Regions from separate parts of the Mus musculus genome. Here region 2 is linked to region 1. The links are chromatin contacts, called in public HiChIP or PLAC-seq maps. All regions are on one chromosome and are shown on one strand. The core of a region is the stretch at or near the end of the contact, and the rest is flanking DNA. Distances in the headings are between cores, read along the strand shown. Region 1 overlaps Hs2st1 (heparan sulfate 2-O-sulfotransferase 1). Region 2 overlaps Selenof (selenoprotein F).

The links. HiChIP or PLAC-seq counts read pairs in DNA pulled down with a chosen protein or histone mark.
Region 2: a contact with region 1 is called in an H3K27ac HiChIP or PLAC-seq map of embryonic stem cells, with 3 times the contacts expected there. The contact joins two enhancer-like sites. A contact is called at or near these places in 3 of 39 promoter capture datasets (the C10 cell line, liver and pre-B cells), 3 of 484 Hi-C or Micro-C datasets (the CH12 cell line and embryonic stem cells) and 1 of 115 datasets of contacts at active chromatin or transcription factors (embryonic stem cells).

What each region holds. Positions count from the first base shown.
Region 1 is chr3:144,433,459-144,440,037 of GRCm38.p6, forward strand. Hs2st1 (heparan sulfate 2-O-sulfotransferase 1) reads right to left here. Exons shown (of 7, transcript NM_011828.4): 5 at 4,137-4,234; 6 at 2,004-2,161; 7 at 1-1,256. The coding sequence ends at 1,030. Among named protein-coding and RNA genes, the nearest start is that of Gm34434, 55 kb to the left of the region's middle. Within about 2 kb of position 2,278, at least 7 of the 459 cell types and tissues checked have an H3K27ac peak or open chromatin away from gene starts, as enhancers often do. A contact at or near this core is called in embryonic stem cells, where this site is marked.
Region 2 is chr3:144,596,197-144,602,775 of GRCm38.p6, forward strand. Selenof (selenoprotein F) reads left to right here. Exons shown (of 5, transcript NM_053102.2): 5 at 627-1,481. The coding sequence ends at 758. Among named protein-coding and RNA genes, the nearest start is that of Selenof, 29 kb to the left of the region's middle. Within about 2 kb of position 4,250, at least 13 of the 459 cell types and tissues checked have an H3K27ac peak or open chromatin away from gene starts, as enhancers often do. A contact at or near this core is called in embryonic stem cells, where this site is marked.

The sequences.
Region 1 (6,579 bases), core at 1,028-3,527:
ACGACTTTACTCGACATAATAAAACGGGTGCAACACCACTGTTGTCTACTTACTTGTAACTTTTTGGTCCAAATACATAAAATATGCAATATTTACAGCACTTTCCTTTTGTAAATGCAATGCTTTAAAACACATTATAAAGCACCGTAGTAAAAATAGTCTACAGGTAAAAGTACAGAGTAGGCAAATCCTACCCACATCACAGCTCACTGATGGAGTCGCCATGTGCGGTCACCAATATGCCAGTGTTCAGGGGTACAGATACGCCATGAAGGAACAAGTATTAAACTCAATTTTTTGATATTGATATGTGGAAATCCTTAAGAAAGCCTCAGATAATGTCCACATTCTTAGAAATATCATTCCAATATTGGATACTGGGGTGACAGGAGTCAGGAATACTGCTTTAACTTTTTACCTTCTTACAGTATTATTCATGGTTTAAGTTGATTTCTTTAACACTAATGATCATCAAATAAAATAAAATAAAGCCTACATAAATATGGGCAAACCCAACTGTAGCAGAAATGTTCTGGGAAAACACGATCAAACATTCTAATAAACTTTGTGAGACATGATTCATACAAATAAATCAGATACTGCCAAACATATTTTAGCACTATCCAGCAGAGGTGGCGGCACAAACTCCAGAAGGGTAAGTGGCAAACAGACTCCTCTTCATTCAAGGAGAGGCAAAGAAATGCTTATGCAAACCTCTTCTGAAATGGTATTCAGCCATCTGACTAAACGTCCATGTGTGTATTTTAGGCAATGTAAGTCCCCATGTCCCTGCACCAGGAGAAGATTATAACTATCATGAAAACGAAAATAAAACAACAAAAAAGTAAAAATGCCAGAAAGTTAAAAACTCCACAGGACTCCGCCAGCCCGCCAGCATCTCACTCCTTGACATTCATGTCTGTCCCCAGCTCAGCGTGGCTCACAGCTCGCACACGCATCAGCAGGGGGCTGAGAAGGGTGGTGACACAGTCAAGTTCCGGGGCAGGAGTGCTCTGGCCACACCTGCGCTCAGTTCGACTTAGGGTAAATCTTTTCGTAGAAAAAGTTCTGGGCCAGGATGTAGAGGTCTCCGTCTTTCTCGCGGACAGCGTGAGCTCGGATGAACTGGAACTGCTCCAGAGCAAACTCATAGAACTCATTCTCCATCTTCCAAATGTCAGACTGCTGCAGCTTCGCGATAGTCTGCTTGGTGGGCAGCTTCTTCTCTGTGGTTTTCCTAAGGTGAGATTTCTTTCCTACTTACGATGGAAAGACAGGAAACATAAATAATTCTTACAGAACACACACAGACATGCCTCTTTACTTGAAGAAGTGGTTTCTGCTAATAAGACAATGTGAAGGGCAAGTAACACATTACCCTATAACATTAATAACATAATCCAGCAAAATCCAGAAAGCTAACCTCATCCGAGGCAGCACCATTACAAGGTGAATCCTTAAAAGACCCAACAAAATGCCCAAGTAGTAAATGCAAGACTCCACTCAGTAAGTGGAGTCTCTCACCCTCTCCACTCTAAGAACCATTTACTTATTTTTAAACAACCACCACTACCAGTGTCCAGTTGTGTGTGTGTGCGTCCCTGGAGTCAGTCCTTTTCTCCTATCACATATCTGGGCTCCTGCCACAAGTGCCCTCACACTGTTGAGCTAGCTTGCTGGCCCTTGCTTATTTAAAAAAAAAAAAAATTTCCGATAAAGCCTTTATCTAGCTTCCCACCACCTATATTTGCTACAATAGTGGAGAATGGAGGGTAGATGCAAACTCTAGGGGAGTTTGAGGTAAGCTGTCACACAAAACCATCAATATCGATGGACTCACAATGGTCTGGACGTGCCCTTAGACAAGCGACTGCAGAAATACAGCCCACGATGGCTGTTCTTGTGTTTAGCCTTCCCACCCCACCCCTCTTCTAGAACCGTAGTCTACTTTATCACAGAGCAAGTCAGTGAGGGCCGTGGAAACCAACCTCCCACACACATACCTGTACGGTAGAGGTCGGTAGCGCCCCGGAAGAATCGGGGCAAAGCTGCCTCGAGCAGCATGATGAAGTCCTCGAGCTCCTCGGTGACTCCCACCAGGAAGTACTCATTAATGAGGTTAGACTTAGCCTGGTCCATGGCCCATCTGCTCCCTACATTCCTGAGACCACAGAAAAGGAATAAAACTCGGTCACGAAATCTGCTAAGTGTTGTGGAGGAAATAGGGAGGCAGGCGCGCAGGCGAGCACAGTAGCGGCAGCGCCCTTAGAGGGCACCTCTGGGAAGGCGACCTGGATTCTAACTCTCCCCACTGCCACACAGACAGACGCTCCTGAAGGGTTCTGGAAATGAACTGACTTTAAGGACGGTTTGTTTGGATCATACGTCCTTTATCTGACTTAGTGTGCACTATGTGTTTTAAAACTACTCTAAAACTTTGCTCATTCTGAGAGCCCCTTTGGTAAAGTAGAAGCAATTTGTGTTTATTGTTTATCTTAATTTGTAAACTCCATGTCTTTTCTTTCCATAAGCTTTAGTGTTTCCTGAAATTCTGAGAAACAGAAAGTAGGTAAGAAGAGGCTCTGCTTACAATCTTTTTGTTTACAGTGTGAGCTAATGTTGTTAACGGGTTTCACCCTAAATAGACTGTACTTCTGGGATCTAATTAGCACCAACATTCTTTACGCTTAACTCTGGCTCTGCATTTTAAGTGCCAATGTGATCCCAAGGCTGTGGCTTCACTCTATTTTCTCAACTATTAAAACAAAGTCAGAACCACAAGCCAAAAAACTGGGTGTGGTGGTGCATTCCTGTTATCCTGGCACATGGGAAGTGGAGACAGGAGGGTTACAAGTTCAAGGGCAGCCTGGGCTACAAGAGATTCTACCTCAAAAGAACCTTAAAGCGGGGAGAAAGAAGGGCTTAGTTGATTTCTAAGGTCTCCCCAAGCTGTGTATGAAATATATGAAGTATCCTCTCTATTTAAAACTCAATTGGGCAATACTTTTCATTATTCAAAAGCAGGGCCTGGCAAACTTTTTCTACAAAAGGCAGAGAGTAAATGTCTTAGGCTTTGTAGGCGATATGGCTTAAACCATATTGTTTAAGTCTGCTATCTCAGCAGATGGTAAATGCACCAGCATTAGTGGCTGTGCTCTATAAAGCTTTATTTACAAAACGCAAGTTCTCTGCCATATCTGGGCCATTGAATTAGTTTCCTTTTCAGAGAAAGTGGCTAAAACCTGAAAGACTCTCCCAGCGTTTCCAATTCTCTTTCTATGAAGATGCTTTGGAGCAGCCTACAGGCAGGACCTTAAACTTTCTGTCAATCTACGCTGCTCAGATAATTTAGAAATCTCTTGAAGTTCCCATTATAGTTTAAGAAATATACTAATTCAGAATGGATTTTGTTTCTGTATTTTTCTATCAAAATGATTGAATAAACCAAGTATGGCAGTGCATGTCTGTTCCCAGCACTGCAGAGTCTGAGGCAAGCGTCTCAAGTTCAGGAAACCAAAGGGCGGGCACACAGCCCGGTGATACACTACTTGCCTCGCTTGTGCAAGGCTCCAGATCTCATCTTTAGAGCCCCCAAAATAAATGGTCGACTAGAATAAATAAATGAGTACAAATATTTAAAGAACTTGGACACAGGACATTCTGGGGATATAAGGTTTTTTTAAAATTAAAATCCCTTCTTACCTCGTGTTTACTAGCTGACTAGATTACAACCACACGTTATAAGAGTATTGTTGGATACTTAAAAACTCAAAATAAGTTTAACAATAAAATCAGATGAATACTTCTTGGCTTTGTTTGATCTACTTGAAGCAGTAAACTTAGGACAAAATAAGGTTTCTGAAATGACCTCTGACCTCTAAGATCCTCTGCTGCAATTCAGCAAAACAGAACTCCAAAGCAAAAATAACTGCAGTTGATAAGCCACACCGTGAGAGCATGTTGACAGTGAACCTTTAAAACCATTTAGAGAAAACAAATCTAGATATTTACATGTCAGGTGAGGTTCGGACTCTCATAATTCTCTATCCAGCCCTGGCTACCCCAGCCCGGCTCATGGGATGTGGGTTATGGAGGTAAGGAAGAAGTTTATTATTTAGTTTCGTTTGTTGTCCTACCAGCATTCTGAGCTGTGGCCACAGAAGAACGGGATCTGAAGCCAGAGCTTCTCTGGAGCACAGTCGGAGCCGCCCTCAGCCACACATTCATCGAAGGTCTGCAGCAAAGACAAGAGCGCGGGCAAGTCAAAAGACTCTCTAAAGGCACGTGTGCTTGTAAGCATAGGATGCCATGGTGTGCAGGAAGGTCAGAGCAACCCTGGGCATCGGCCCTTGCCTTAGCTCTTGTTTGAAACAGGGTCTTTTATCTGCCGCTGAGGGCATTGGGCTACCTGGCCCACAAGATTAAGGGATCCTCTTGTCCTCACAGTACCCGTCTCACCAAAAACCATTGCGAGATTAGATGGTCACCATGGCACCCAGCTCTACATGTCGGAGGGAGCTGAAGCCAGGTCTCCACACTGCAAGGCAAGTGCTCTGCTCAGTGACTCATCTCTGCAGCTCTCAAATGGGTAACACGGTAAGTTAGGAAGGAACGAGTGCAAGTGTGTGGGATGAGGGAGATGGCCCAGTGGTTAAGAGCACTTGTTCCTGCAGAGGAGCGAGCTAAGTTCCCAGCACGAACACATGGTTCCCAACCACGCACACATCTGACCTCTAGTGAGAAACACGAGTGAGCGCCCGCTCCCTGCCCCGCGCAAGTCCTGCTTACTTTTGACAAGGAGCATCTGCCCTTACCATATTAGTCTGTCCTATGGCTTCTTCAACATATTAAGGTACCCCAAATCTCTGTAACTCTCCTAAAATGCTCTTCCTTGGTAGACTGATTCTTCTAACCGAGGTTACATGAGGCCAGCCTTCTGGTGGAAAGGCGCTTTTCCTCTTTTGAGTTGTATATGCTGCCTTGCTAACAGCCTGAGGAAGGGTACATACTTGTCTGCACGTGTCACCTTTATGTCCATAGGAAGCTTCATGGACTAGTGATATCATGTGTCCTGCTCCTCAACTATGGTCACAGCCATGTGCACACTGCATGCCGGAGCACACTGTGCGGTGCCACACGACTGTAGGCAGAACTAGCACACGGAAGTGCTGCTGCAGAAACCTCCTTTCGGATGGCAATACTAGAGGAAGTGTGGTGAGCTGGAGACAAGGCCACTCTTTTCATGACACAGATGAGATCGCCCTCACCGTTTCCCTGGATTCGCATTACGTATGTGCAATCTGTCTAAGTGGAAAACAGTGCCCTTGGCCACTGCATTACTTAGGCCTTTCCTAGCCGGTCTGTGTGAGGGCGAGTTGTTTTTTTTTTTAAATACAGGATCTCACGACTTAGACCAGACTGTCCCTGGATTCAGCGACCTGCCTGCTCCTGCCTCCCACGTGCTGGGTAAAATGTGTTTAAATTAGGTTGGTGTCTGGCTGTGCTTATGGGGGTTATCTCAGATGCGTAACTGAGGCAAGAAGGCCTGCTTGACTGTGCTGCAGGGAGGGGCAGGCACGTAGGAGGGCTTGGACGGAGGAAAGGAGAGGGGAAAATAAACTACTTATTGGAACTAGAATGTGAGCTGAACACAGCATGAATGCATTGGTTAACTAACCGTCTGCTACAGCTGACTACAGACGCCATCCTGCAACCCAAAATCCCGGGAAATGATGCCTCTGACCTGGAACTGTGAGCCAGCCCTTTCCTCTTAGGTTGCTTTTGTCAGCATATTTTGTCACAGCAACAGGACAAGAACCTAAGACAGTTCTGGTTTAGATCTCCTGCTGGAAGCCAACCCCCAAAATGGTTTTTACCATAAGGCAAGTTAGCTTAAAAGGAAAAAAAAATCAAGCAAGCATATGTTACGTCTCCACTTATCTCTATTGTGCCCCAATTTTCACAAAGAGTGTGGCTCAAGGAACTAAGTGTGACAGGTTAGAAAGTTTCTGATCCCATGACTGTTTCTAACAGGCTGTAGCTTGTGGCATGTTCCCTGTACCTCAGTACACACACTCTGCTTCTTCATGACTGTACCAGGCTAGAGTACAAGGCAGAAGATGAATAACTTATTAAATAGCCTCACCATCCCCACAACCATCCCATGTGTGCCACATGGTTGTGTGTGTGACATCCAAGCACATTAAAAAGGTTGTCTTACCTATAAGAAAGTGGCATGTTAAGGAGACTGCAATACTAAAAGCTTCCACACAATTAGTATGTAGACAGTGCAGACTATCTGCAGACAACTCTGGAGATTTCGTGCATACTATTTTAATTAAACTGAATAATCATACTGGATGGCTATTTTAACTCAATTCTTTAATTAGCAAACTCCTAGTTCCTGTGTTCTTCAAGTATTTTAGTCCTCCAGGCAAAGAAAATTTAGAACATCTTCAAGTCTGTTTTTAGGCAGTGTTTTAAATCTGCTACCTGACTGGGGCAGACTAAAGTTACCTTCAAACCAAACCTTCTGTGGGCCAGAACTGGTAGCCTCTCTTGCTTGGGATTCAGTGTGGC
Region 2 (6,579 bases), core at 3,000-5,499, 160 kb after region 1:
AAAATAAGTAAGGCCGGGCAGTGATGGCACATGTCTTTAATCCTAGCACTTGGGAGGCAGAGGCGGGTGGATATCTGAGTGAGGCCAGCCTGGTCTACAGAGTTCCAGGATAGCCAGGCTATACAGGGAAACCCTGTCTGGAAACCCCCATCCCACCCCCCAAAAAAACAAAATAATTCAGCAACTATTTAGAAACAGAAGCATAGTAGCTGGAAGGGGCTTTAGGAACTTACTCATCATTACTGCGTTTTAGTTGTGTTACATAATTTGGAAACAGATTTGATCTCACTAAGTGTGTTCAGTTTATTGTAATACATTGTTCTGTATTGTCTGTCACTGCCGTTAAGTTTACTGGAACTGAGAGAGCCATATCCAACAATGGGCCTTAAGTCAGCTTAAATCTTCCCTGTACCAGCACATGCTCTTCTCTCTGAAGTAACATGGCGTTTTCTTCATTGTTGTCCTTTATGAAATCACATTTGGGTCTTTGCTGAAAAAGACTGTTGACTGTAATATGTGTAAAAACTTAAATTATTAGCACAATTAATCTAGTATTTTGATCTTGGGTAAGAGTGAAAATCCTCGTTCTAAGCAGACAGTGATGTTGCTATCTCTGGTCTTTGTAGTATGTTCGAGGCTCAGACCCTGTACTAAAGCTTTTGGACGACAACGGGAACATTGCTGAAGAACTAAGCATCCTCAAGTGGAACACAGACAGTGTGGAAGAGTTCCTGAGCGAGAAGTTGGAACGCATATAAACATGCTTAGTAGTTTTTATACTAATCAAATGAATTATCACAGCACCTAGACAATAACTTAGTTTTGCATGCTTACATTGGTCATCCTTTTTATGTACATCATTAATCTTCTGACAAGAAGCTGAAGTAGCACCACAGTCCATAATATATCAGGATCTGGCAAGCTTAAGGAACCCAGCTCTTAGAAATTTCTCTTCTTCTACACTTGTTGCTCTCACCAGTGAAACGCTTTGTAAGGAGGCATCTGGGTAATTATGCAAATAAGTTTGTGATAATTGCTCCAGTTCTACAAACAACAGAATTTTAAATAGAGGAAGTGGATAAAGGAGACACCTCCCTTGCTGTGTGCTCTTTGAAAGTAATTGACAGAAAACTACAAACACGTAGGATGCCCTGCGCCTCAGCAGCACCCACCCCAGAGCCTCTTGGCATGCCCAGCTTTCTTTTCAGTACAAGTATTTGTAGTTTGTAATGAATGTGCCACATACAGGTTTTGTAGCTTATTATTATGGAACAGACTGAAGATCTGCAGTACGAATTTAATACTTATAAAGGTTTGCATTAATGAGGATTACACAGAAAACCTTTGTTAAGGACTTGTGTAGATCTGATAATTGGCAAATTTTTATTTTAAAAGTATTCTTACAGAAGAGTTCCATTTAAGAATGTTCACTTATAGGACCAAAATATAAATAAAAACTTTCAAATATGTTTGATTTTAAATTAGTCTGCTTTGTCCTTTCGTGTTTCTTGATATGTTCTTCATTTTCATACAAGCTCTTTTTTAAGCCAAAATACAAAAATGGCTGTACTGTTTGGAACTTAATACCGTCTGTTATAAGCAGAGGTTGGTTGTTAATTATCAGCTGTCCTTTGTCCTGTGACATCTAAAATCAAGTCTTTATAAAGTCAGTAAGAGAGTGCATATAAACCTGCATGATTACGCTCCTGAGAAGAGAGTAAGAAATTCTGGCAGAAGCCGCTCCTTTTGATCAGTGCGGTAATGCCGAGGGCGGCGCTTTGACAGCTCCAGTCCTGGTGAATGTGCCCTCTCCTCGGTGGTTATTGCTATTTTAGAACAAGAGGGAGATTAAGCCGGTTGTGGACAGAGACTTTGCCACCACAGACAGAAGAATAGAGGTATTGAAGAATGAAACTTCAAAAAAGAACGTCTGGCATTGACATAGAAAATAAATTGGACTGGTTTCCGGGCAGGAAGAGCCAGTTAAATGAATATCTGACTGGGCAAGGGCCGAGGGGGGAGAATTGCTGAAAAGAGGCCTGAGAAGTCTGTTGTCTTCAAGTGTAGAAAGATCACAGAAGCTGAACCCACAGTATCTGAGCTTCAAGCCTCCCAGGAGCTGTGGCTGATGGGTATCTGCTTAGTCCTACATGGTAATTACAAGTTTCAAGTTGGCCAGTTCAAAGTGGGTTTGGCCAGTTAAAATCAAGGAATGGCTTTTTTAAGAAAGAAACTGATTACTAAGGAGTTTGTATTCTAAAAAGCACCGTTTTATAGCCAGTTCCTGGTGTGTGGTTGAGCTTATTCAAGTTCACAGATATTTGTGACTCTTCTCCCTGTTAAAATTTTGTTACTGCTAACTTTAACTGTTTTGTTATCTCCCCAAATTAGGCAGAGATTTTTAATAAGGACCTCTGAGCAAGATCTGCCTTATCCTGTTGAGAAGATTGGAGCTGAAAGGCGATTCTAAACTCAAAAGCACTGTGCTCTCTGAGTAGACGGGTGTGCATAGGCTGATAGACGTGAGGCCCTGTGCTCTCTGAGTAGACGGGTGTGCATAGGCTGATAGACGTGAGGCCCTGTGCTCTCTGAGTAGACCTGTGTGCATAGGCTGATAGACGTGAGGCCCTGTGCTCTCTGAGTAGACAGGTGTGCATAGGCTGATAGACGTGAGGCCCTGTGCTCTCTGAGTAGACGGGTGTGCATAGGCTGATAGACGTGAGGCCCTGTGCTCTCTGAGTAGACGGGTGTGCATAGGCTGATAGACGTGAGGCCCTGTGCTCTCTGAGTAGACCTGTGTGCATAGGCTGATAGACGTGAGGCCCTGTGCTCTCTGAGTAGACGGGTGTGCATAGGCTGATAGACCTGAGGCCCTGTGCTCTCTGAGTAGACCTGTGTGCATAGGCTGATAGACGTGAGGCCCTGTGCTCTCAGAGTAGACGGGTGTGTGTGCATAGGCTGATAGATGTGAGGCCTGAGGCGCTTCTCACTGACACTGCAGAACACGGGAGTCAGCTGGGCTTCTAGGCAGTTTCACTGAAATGGAACTCCCTTAATAAAGTGCACCCATTACAGTGCACAATCCTGTGACCTCTTAACATGTTCAGAACTGCACAACCATGGGTGGATTGTCTGCATTTCAACACTCCAGAAGGAAATCCTGTCCCATTACCAGTCATTCCCCATGCCTGCTCCACCATCCACACACCACTCCAGTGTCCCATCAGGGTTCATCTGTGCAAGAACAGTCTTGTGTCTTTATAACCAGATAGAATCTGTATGTGCTCCACCATATACTGTTAGGTTCTGAGCGTGACGGGTTTTATTTTTCTTACGTAAGTATGAGAGTAGAAATGTGTTTGTCTCTATTACTGCTTGAGGCTATAACCCAGGGCTTTGCATATGCTAGGCAAGTCCCCTAACATCAAAATGTAACTCCAGCCTCCTGGCCTGATGTTGACTTGTTGAGGAAGTGTTAGCATTCCCAGTGTGGCTTGTTTCCATTTTGCATTCCCGGCTGGAAAGGCAGCAATTCCTGCATGTCCTGAGGTGGGGGAGGTGGGGGGTCTGTTTCAAGTCTGGGTTTCTCAGTGTAGCCCTGGCTGTTCGGAATCTCACTCCAGGCCAGGCTGGCCTTGAACTCAGAGATCCGCCTGCCTCACCTTCCAAGTTCTAAGACTTGCCTAGCTTCCAGGCATTTCTTGAAGGAAATACTCCTTATTGTATGGTCACAGCACCAGGACCCATGGTTGAGTTAAGACCTTCCTTCCCACTCTATGGTAAAGATGTAAAGATGGCTTTCTTTACATCTTGCGGTCCCCTTTTCTGCACTCTGTTCTTTTCCTTGACCCCAGCTTCAGTCGTGAGACTGCACGGATTGCATTCACTCTCTGCTCAGAGGCAACCTGTAAACAGCCCAAATCAAAGCACACAATTACGGTTAAAATAATAAAGTTAATAGAAGAAAAGTACAAAGGAGACAGATATGGCTGGGGATCTTTGAGAAGGTGGCAAACTGAAGCCTAAAAGAATAAACAAAAGCTGTCAAGAAAAAGTAAATGGAAAATACCCTCTGGTCAGCACAAACAAACAACCCCTCTGACCTGGGAGTAAGAGTGTGAGTGTGAGTGTGTGTGTGTGTGTGTGTGTGTGTGTGTGTGTGTGTGTGTGCATGCATGTGCATAAGTGGATGCTGGTACAGACCAGAGGTCACCTTTCCCCACCCCACCTTTTGTCCCTAACCTTTTGTTTATAGAAACAGAGCCTCACTTGCTGTGAACTGACTGGCCTGTGTAGCCCCTCACTGGGCTTGCAACCACACCACCACCACATCCAGGATTTTTGGGTTGTTTGGGTTTTTATTTTTTTGTTTCTGTTTTTGTTTGTTTGGCTGGGTTTGGTTTTGGGGTTTTTTTTCTGGTGTTTGGTTTGGTTTGGTTTTTAAGGTTACTTGGCATCCAGCTCAGGCCCCTGTGCTTGCCAGTGCTTTAACAACTGAGCAGTCTCCTCAGCCCAAGTCTAGCCTTTCCCATACCCTAAAGACGGTCACCATGTCTGACAGCCCAGAAAGAAAAGTGATGGGAAATGACCTTGGAGAGGAGGCAAAGGTGACGGTGCGTGCCATGGTAACAATTTAGCTGTATTCCAGTTCTCAAAACAAGAAGCCTTAAGTAAGGCAATGACAAAGCAAGTTCAGTATAAGGGTCATGGACAGGCAGCGGGTATCATCACTGCCGCTCAGTCATTGATCACTGAAGCTCAATCATTGATCACAGAAGCCTGGAAGGTAATCTCTTCAGTTAAGATCCTCAAATGTCCTGCACATCCTTTTTCCAATTTGCTTTTTAAAACTACTCAGTTTCCTTTGCAGGAAAACAAACCTAAGCATCAATGTTAAATTGAGTTTCCAGGGTTCATTTGTATAAGCGCAACCCTTGGAATACTTACTAGCTTGTGAAACAGGGAATTTCGCCTGTTCCCCCTCTTCCTTGGGCCCTCTGCTCTTTTGATAGGGTCTCCCTTTGTTGTTCAGGCGGGTTTTGAATTTCTGGGGTCAACTGATCTTTCTGCAACTGCCTCCTGAGTCACTCCAGACATTTGACATCTCACCAACATGAATCTCAAATCTAGATCTCCATAGAAGATCTGTAGCCCAGGCTGACCTAGAACTTGGAATCTCTCAGCCTCTTGGGTGCTGGTTACAAGCGTGCACCAGTCGTCTCATCTACCACCCAGCCAGTGTTCCGACCCAGGATCCCAGGTCATGTCTGATCTAAATCATGAACCCCTTTCTTTACCATCCCACATCTGAGATCTCTTCTGGCCGCACTGCATTCTGGTCCCTTTCTTCCTGGCTTGAGCATCTCCAAAATGGCTACAGCCCAGACTGAAGGGCTTTCCTGCCTCTCCCTGCCCAATGTGAGCTTATAAACAATGACTTGAATCCCTAGCCAAACCCTCTACAGCCAAGTTTCTGTTGCAGCAGCATCTTAGTTAGGGTTTCCATTGCTGTGAAGAAACACTGTTGAGGTTTGGTCTGTCGCTATGGATTGCAATGCTAAATTCTCTACCCAAAGGCTAATAAGTGAATTCTCACATTTACAAGATTTTGTTGTGCAAACCTTGTTCCTTGATCTAAAATTATTGGTTAAATAAAGTTGGCTATAGCCAATTACTGGAGGGATTTGAAGGCAGGTGGGTTTTGAGTTACCTGGCTGGGAGTGGAAAAGCCAGAGGAGTGAGGAGAGACCAGAAGGAGGAGGTAGAATGAGAGGAGAGGAGGAAGCCGCCACGAGGGGAGATGGACCGTGAGCACGTGGCCAGGAGAAACAGCAAGTTATCTGGGGTACAGTGCTGAGGAGGCAGCCAGGCCAGCAGTTAGAAGAATAGATTAGGGGTTACCCCCTCTCCCTAGTAATTGTCAAAGCCAAATGAAATAACAGTAGTCTGAGCCTCATTTATTTTTAAGCTTGTCGAGGATAAACTCAAATTGGTTGTACTTCAAGGCAATTCTTATAAAAGAAAACATTTAATTGGGGCTGGTTTATAGTTTCAGGGGTTCAGTTCATTTTCATCATGGTGGGAAGTATGGCAATATTCAGGCAGACATCTCACTAGAAGAGTTCTACATCTTGATCTGAAGGCAGCCAGGAGGAGGGTCTCTTGCACACTGGGCAAAGCTTGGACACAGGAGCCCTCCAAGGCCACCTACACAGTGACATCCTCACTCCAACAAGGCCACACCTATTCCAGCAAGGTCACACCTCCTAATAGTGTTATTCACTGTGGGCCAAGCGTTCAAACCCATGAGTCTATGGGGGTCAAACTTATTCAAACCACTACAAGCAGTAACTCCAAAACCTACTCAAAATGATTGTCATGCTCACCTATCTGTCCTGTGAGAGTGCCCTGTGAGAGCAGATCACCTCTGTTTTATGAGGCCCCTCTTCAGAGAGAGAACCTTAACCCATACAGCTATCAGTCTTTCCATTAGGCAGCCTGAGTTTCCTCCCAGGTTGTCGAGTGGGCTCCCAAAATAAACACGTTATTTTGTAGGCCACTGCCCTTCTTTAATGCATG